Linked DNA regions of Mus musculus: region 2 is linked to region 1. A link is a contact called in public HiChIP or PLAC-seq data. All regions are on one chromosome and are shown on one strand. The core of a region is the stretch at or near the end of the contact, and the rest is flanking DNA. Distances in the headings are between cores, read along the strand shown.

Evidence for each region. HiChIP or PLAC-seq counts read pairs in DNA pulled down with a chosen protein or histone mark.
Region 2: an H3K4me3 HiChIP or PLAC-seq map of bone marrow-derived macrophages shows a contact between it and region 1, with 3 times the contacts expected there. The contact joins the enhancer-like site here to the promoter of Tmem150b in region 1. A contact is called at or near these places in 2 of 39 promoter capture datasets (liver and pre-B cells), 15 of 484 Hi-C or Micro-C datasets (the N1E-115 cell line, cortical neurons, cumulus cells and 8 more), 2 of 115 datasets of contacts at active chromatin or transcription factors (bone marrow-derived macrophages and embryonic stem cells) and 2 of 9 other capture datasets (adipose tissue and embryonic stem cells).

Annotation. Positions count from the first base shown.
Region 1 is chr7:4,723,784-4,727,449 of GRCm38.p6, reverse strand. It overlaps Tmem150b (transmembrane protein 150B), which reads left to right and starts at 2,368. Exons shown (of 6, transcript NM_001142792.1): 1 at 2,368-2,542; 2 at 2,926-2,985; 3 at 3,074-3,141; 4 at 3,539-3,666. The coding sequence starts at 2,475.
Region 2 is chr7:4,941,053-4,944,737 of GRCm38.p6, reverse strand. Ssc5d (scavenger receptor cysteine rich family, 5 domains) reads right to left here. Exons shown (of 14, transcript NM_173008.3): 13 at 1,866-2,024; 14 at 1-1,187. Among named protein-coding and RNA genes, the nearest start is that of Ssc5d, 17 kb to the right of the region's middle. Within about 2 kb of position 1,292, at least 64 of the 459 cell types and tissues checked have an H3K27ac peak or open chromatin away from gene starts, as enhancers often do. A contact at or near this core is called in adipose tissue and bone marrow-derived macrophages, where this site is marked.

The sequences.
Region 1 (3,666 bases), core at 1,119-3,618:
AAACAAAAACAAAAACAGAAAAGCTAGGCAAGTGTAGTGGTCCAACACCTTTAATTCCAGCACTCAGGGGCAGAGGTAGGTAGGTGGATCTCCGAGTTCTGGGTTAGCACATAGAGAAAGAGGAGGTGGGTGCTGATGGGGAAAGGGAAAGGATTTAGACTCCTGACTCCTCAGCTGAAGATGGAGATATGACGTAAGCGTGAGGGTACGAGAAGGGAGCAAGGGCTCGAAGGGGGATGGCAGCTGGCTTTGGTGATTATTGTCAATTATTGCTTTGCTGACTTTGCCCGTGCCATGGCATGAGTGTAGGGCTCAGTTCACCAGCTCTCTCTATCGTGCGTGTCCCAGAGATGAAAATCGGGACTCAAGTCCGCCCTCCCGCCTCGCAGCAGGTATCCTGTCTATTGCTGTCTTACTGGCCATTCTTTATAATTTGGTTTTTGAGACAGGGTTTCTAGGTTTAGCCCTGGCTGTTACAATGTAGCCCTGGCTGTCCTTGCCATGTAGACAAGGCTGGCTGCCTCAAACTTAAGAGTTCTGCCTGTCTCTGCCTCCTGAGTGCTGGGATTAAAGGAGTGTGCCACCAGTGGCCGGCTTGACACTAATTATTATTATTTTTTAAAGATTTATTTATTTATTTATTTATTTATTATATGTAAAGTACACTGTAGCTGTCTTCAGACGCACCAGAAGAGGGCATCGGATCTCATTACGGGTGGTTGTGAGCCACCATGTGGTTGCTGGGATTTGAACTTCCGACCTTCGGAAGAGCAGTCGGGTGCTCTTACCCACTGAGCCATCTCACCAGCCATTAATTATTTTTATCATTACCATTATTATTTCATTGGGGGAGGGCATGTAGCACCATGTGAGTGCACGCATACAAGTTAGGGCTAGAGGAGATGTCAGATGGTTTCTTTACCTTCTCCCTGTTCCCTCAGGTCTCCTCATCCGAAGGGATGCTTGTTGTCTTTTAGGCTAGGCTGGCTCTTGGGAATCTGTCTTTGACTTTGTTGCTGCAACAGTGGTGTGCACAAACAGGCCTGCTTGTGTGGTGGGTACTGGGTATTCAAATCCAGATGTTCAGGTTTCCAGAACAAGTGCTGTTATCCACTGAGCTGTCTCTCTAGGCCCTAATCCCAGCACTAGGAAGGCCGGGGTAGGAGAATCTTGCATCCGAGGTCAATCTAGGCTATGTACTAAGATCCATCCTGTCTCAGAAAACAAAGATAGAAAGTCTAAGAAGCTGCTTGTGGGGGTAGAGATTGCAGATGGGGATCTTATAACCACTATCACCTTCCCCACTCACACCCTGCCCATTGTGGGAATTTTTAAAAAAGATTTATTTATTTATTTTATGTATATGAGTACACTGTAGCTATACAGATGGTTGTAAGCCTTCATGTGGTTGTTCAGAATTGAATTTTTTTAGGACCTCTGCTCGCTCTGGTCAATCCTGCTCGCTCAGGGCCAATTATTATACATAAGTACACTCTAGCTGTCTTCAGACACCCCAGAAGAGGGTGTCAGATATCATTACAGGTGGTTGTGAGCCACCATGTGGTTGCTAGGATTTGAACTCAGGACCTCTGGAAGAACAGTCAGTGCTCTTAACCGCTGAGCCATCTCACCAGCCTGGGGAACTCTTGTTAGAACAGAAAAAGAAAGGGTGAGGGGAAGGGAAGAGAAGAGGAGCGTGTGGGGTGGGATCATCAAGATCCCACATCAAGCAACCCAAAAGACTGAACCCAGAAGGCACAATCCCAGAATGGACAAGCAGCCTACAGCTCTTCAGGAGACAGGACGGGAACATCACCAACTCCAGGTCAGCAGGGGCTATAGAAGACTCCAGAAAAGAGACCTGCATTTGCAGGTAGGTAATGGTGGCTGGACTCCAGAAGTGACATGTATGTATGCATTCAGGGAGCTGTATGTAGTTTGTGGGGAGGATAAAGTACCGGGGGATTTGGACGTTGAACCCACAAAACTGTAGGAAGGAAGTTAGGGGCTCCCTGAAGCAAGAGTGTCCCTTTTACGAATCTGAGACAGGAAGTAGTTGTTTGGGTAGATTACAGACGATGACTACTGATTAGACCCAAAGCTGAATATCTCATACACACTCAGCCTGGACTTTGCCTCTTCCGGAATTCGGAGGCCTGCCTTCTTTTGCCACACCTGGAATCACCTGGTACTGCCACTCAGATCTAAATGTATTAAGGAAATGGAGAGAATTTGAGGGAACTTGGAAAGGTGAGGGCCCTAAGGGAACCCGGAGCCTGGGAGCTGGCAGTGAAGAGCCAGGAAAACAGACCAACAACAGTTGATTGGGTCTGAAGAAGATAGGGAAAAGAGCCCCGAGCAAGGCCAGGCTTCCAGCCAGTGGGACCACAAAAGCAGGTGGGCCGTCTTCAGCACCACACACCTAAAGACTGCTTGGAGATCCAGCTTCTTCACTTCCACTGCAGAGCGCAGCAATGTGGAATTACCTGTCCTTGCTGCCTGTCATCTTATTTCTGTGGGCTATAGCTGGCATCTGGATTGTGTAAGTAGCAGAGGCCCTAAAGGATGCTTGGGTCTGAGGGAGGAAGATTGGGGTCTGGACTTTTGGGTCTGAAGGAGGGCTAGATTCCTGGGTCTGAGGGAGGAGGGCTGGGGACAGGACTCCAGGTCTGAGGGAGGAGGGCTGGGGACTGGACTCCAGGTCTGAGGGAGGAGGGCTGGGGACTGGACTCCAGGTCTGAGGGAGGAGAGCTAATGTTTGGATTTTTGGGTCTGAGGGAAGACAGCTGGTTTTTGGATGGCTTCTTGTGACACAGGATAGAGGCCAGAAGTCCATTAACACAGGGAAGTGTTTGGTTTAGGGAACAGAAAGGAAAGCTCTCTACAAGATCCACTTACTAACTTCCTGTATTCCTCTCGTCTCAGTTTTGCAATCGCTGTGGTTAATGGTTCTGTGGACCTCAACGAAGGCTTCCCTTTTATCAGGTTGTTATGGCTGAGGTGGTGATGGGGGAGGCAAATAGAGGGTCTTGTCTGGGAGGAGCCAAAAGATGACCCTGTTCTTCTTTTGCAGTATCTGTGGCTCTTATGCTCCTCAGAGCTGCATTTTCGGCCAAGTCCTCAATATAGGAGCTGCTCTAAGTAAGTATTTCTATACCTTTCCTTTCACTGCCAGCCCAAAGGTGCCTAAAGGGTCCCCATCTCCTCCTTCCTCAGACCAGAGCAACTGGTTTCCCTGAAAGCCAGGAGCCTTCTTCCCTCAGACCCCAAGGTTCATGCCCCAGACCTCCTTCCTCACACCCAGGAGTCTAGACCCCAATTCTCTTCTCTCAGACCCAGAGTCCATACCCCAGTCTTTCCCCCTCAGATCCAGGAATCCAGATCCCAGTCCGTCTCCCTCAAACCTCCAAGCCCGTACCTCCAAATCCCTTCTTCCCTCATCCTATGTTTAACTGGGACACCAGCATTTTCCTGTTTCAAATCTTCCCCTCCAGCTGCGAATCCTGTGATGAGTTTGCCTCTCACTTCTCTTTCCTAGCTGTTTGGATCTGCATTGTGCGTCATCACCAACTCCGGGACTGGGGCGTCAAAACCTGGCAAAACCAGCTAATTCTGTGGTCGGGGATCCTTTGTGCCCTGGGTACCTCCATAGTAGGCAACTTCCAG
Region 2 (3,685 bases), core at 43-2,542, 220 kb before region 1:
CTCCTCCTCTGTGGTGGTGGTCATGGGCACAGGAGTGCTGGGGGGCCAGGCCACCTCTGCTAGCCTCTTTACAGTCTCACTCAGCTGCCCCAACCCCTGAGCAGCCTCTACCAACTGGGCTAGGCCCAGTGCCAGGACTTGGCGCTCCTGCCGGTCCTGCTCCAGGACCCAGGTCAGTCTCTGCAGCTGGTCACCCACCTCCCTCACAGCACCTACCAGCTCCACCAAGGCAGGTGGCTCACAAGCCATGACCCTTACTGGTGGTAATGGGGACACACATGGCCCAAAAGGATCTGGGTTGTGATTAGGGGTTGGCCCTTGAGTGAGGTGGTCTGAAGCTGAGTGTAAGGTCTGGCTTCTGGGTGGTTTGAAGGCATCTGTGGGTAGTGGGTCCAAGTTTGAGGCTGGAGAGGGACTGGAGGGGCCGGACTCCGAGGCTAGAAAGAGCTCTAGGTTCTGCGTCTGGGATGCGTCTGTGGATGGGGCTTCCTCAAAGGTCAACTCTGAGTTTAGTCTAGGCTTAGTGGGAGAGGAAAGTTCTGTCTTTCGGGAGGATGGAAGGGACTCTGTAGGGGTGGCAGGGGTTGAGGAAGGGTGAGTATTGGTGGGAGGTTGAGGACTTGTGGCGGGGTGAGGGCTCCTGGGTTGCTGAGGGTTTGTGGTAGGTTGAGGGGCAATGGTGGGGTAAGAAGTTGTGTTGAGTTGAGGGATGCTGGTGGGGTGAGAGGCTGTAAACGGCTGTGTGGGGGTCCTGGTGTTCATGGGGAGGTCTGAGGAGTCAGAACTTTCTGGGATTATTTCAGGTGCTGGTGTTGTATCAGGTCCTGGAGTCAGCTCTGAGGTAGGAGAAAGCCTGCTCACTTCTGATAGCATAGAGGAGGCAGAGGTTAGCCCTTCAGGGGAGGTGGGTGTTGGGCTGCCTGAAAGCTCTGGGGAACGTGTTGGAAGCAAACTGGTATTAGGAGTGGACAAGGCAAAGGTTGCTGGGGAGGGAAGTCCTGGGGTGAGTAGAGATGGTTTGGGGGAGCTAGAGGTCCCCTCCTGCTTTGAGTCTGGGATGAGTTGTGGCCAGGAGCCAGAGGTCTGCCGTGAGCCAGAAGGCTCTGGTGAAGAGGAGGAAGCAGGAGATGAGGTGGTGGCTGAGGTGGGCAGCGGCCGGCGCTCAGGTGTTGGCTTCCTTGGTGAACCTGGAGTTGGAGAAAAGAGGGGCAGATCGGTCAGAGGTCAGTCTGCCCTATTGCCCTATCTACGTATTCCGCAAAGTCCCTTGAGGAGAAGACCAATGGGAAGGCAAAGATCTTCGTGACATCATGGGTCACCGGCAGATTTCACCAGGCCCTAGTGCCCCTCCTCCTCAACTCTTGCGAGGTCCCTGCCGCCACCTGGTGGCCTATGCGGGGAACACAGATGCCTACAAGTACAGAGTGGAGAAAGAGCCCAGGGGACCAGAAAGATGAACACGCTTTGGGATACGAGAAGACTCCTAGGAAACACCCACAGTGAGACTCTATGTGATAATTAACGTTCACTGTCAACTTGACAAGATTTGGAATCACCCAGGGGACACAGGTCTGAACATGTCTATATGGGAGTTTACAGAGAGATTTTATTGAGGAGGGAGAAACAACCATATCTATCGCTTGGGCTGGGGTTCTAAACTGAATGAAAAGAAGTGAGTTAGTCAGGCGTGGTGGCCCATGCTTTCAACCCCAGCCTTTTAGAGTCAGAGGCAGGAGGAAGTGTGTGAGTTCGAGGCTGTCTCTCTGCTTGATCTTTGAAGTAAGAAGTAGTTACCCCTAGGAGCTTGGAGCCCATCTCTGTACCCCAGGACACATACTCCCCAGGCCTCTTTGCCCATGCCTCACCTGCACGGGCCCTTGGAGCTGGAAAGGGGTGGCCGGGACTCTTGCTGGTGCTAGTGGTAACTGTGGATCCAGGCTTGGTTGTGGTGGGGGTCCCCTTGAACAGACCCCTTCCTGAAGGTGTATCCCACGTCCAGGAAGACTCATAACCTCCCTGGTCATCTGCAGATGTGTGAGGAAGAGAGTTGAGTCCTCCTTCCACTTTTTCCTGCTGCTCATTACCACAGCTCACCCGTCATTCAGCCCCTCAGCCTATGTCACCTTGTCACCGGTCAGGATGCTCTTGGCTAGTAAACGCAGAACCTGAAGAGGTTATCCCATAAAGCAAATGCGTGCATTGATTCCGTTCAAAGCAATATTGTTTTTGACACAGTCTCAGGTAGCTCACACTGAACTTGAACTCATGTAGCTGATGCTGGCCTGGAATTCCAATCTCCCTTTACATTTTAAAATGACATGTATTTATTAGTGCATGTGTGCCTTCCACCATGTGTGCTCCAACAATACTTGTCAGGTTTGTCACCAAGTATCCTATCTACTGAACTATCATGCTGTCCCAAGCAGCCTTTTTTAAGCCATAGCACACACATACACACATGCACAAACATAATACAGTTAAAATAAATAGATAAATAAATGGGTGACAATAAATAATTAACAAAAAGAAAAAACGTTCCTGAGTCTCATAAATACTTAGAATACACAAACCTTTCCAGGGTGAATCTCAGGGGAAAGACTAAAGACACGATTAAGCCCAGAGAAAGGCAACACACTCCGGGCTTTGACGAAGGAAGGGGCTGGAGCTGGAAAAGTCAAGAGGGCAGCTTCTCCCCTAGGGATCAGCCCTGCCTGATCTTAGATCAGTCAGACCCATGAAGTCTGACCTACAGAAGATCAAGAACATGAGCCACTAGATCTGTGGTGATGTTCTAGCAGCCAGAGAGATCCATGGAGGCCCTTCTTAGAGCTTAAAGCCTACCCTTGCTGAGGTGGGAGAAATAGCTTAGTGGTTAAGAGCATCTTTTGGGTTTCCAACCCACACTTCAGGCAGCTTACACCTGCCTGTAATGCCAGGTTTAGATTGGATGTCCTCTTCTGGTCTCACTGAGCTGTGTGTGTGTGTGTGTGTGTGTGTGTGTGTGTGTGTGTGTGTGTGTGTAGCTTGGCTGTTCTGGAACTTGCTATATAGACCAGGTTAGTTTCAAACTCACATAGATCCACCTCCTTTGCCTCCAGAGTTCTGGGATGAAGGGTATGCACCACCATGCCTGAACCACAAAATAAGTCCTTAAAAAGAATCTTAACCATGTGACTATGCGAGTTTTCTCCCACAGGCCTTTGGTCGCTTGAGAATTCCCTTCCTGGGAACAGTGGGTAAAGTTGCTCGCTGTACATCCTGATGACCTCAGTTAAACCCTGCCAAAACCCACATGGTGGAGTAGAAAATACAACTCGTGGAAGCTGTCCTCTGACCCCACACATAAGCCATGGCACACGCATGAATTAATTAAACAACACTTCTCTTCTTGCTCTCGTCTGCTGAAGGATAATATCACATTTCTGGAAGGATTTTCTTGGTTTCTCTTCTATAAATAATCATTACCACCTTGGGATCCTGAGCCTATGAATTGTTTCGGTAAGCAGAGTTTTCTGTTATAGGTGACGACGCGGGCCTTCTGTACGTTGGATTGGAACGCACAGTCACACAACTTGTCCCTGTGCTGTCTGGATTGGAGTCAGCTAAGTGAGTCAGAGCCCAGGCTTGTGCTTTGAGTGGCAGCACACATCATCCCAGTACAACGAGTGAATGGCATTAGGCTGGC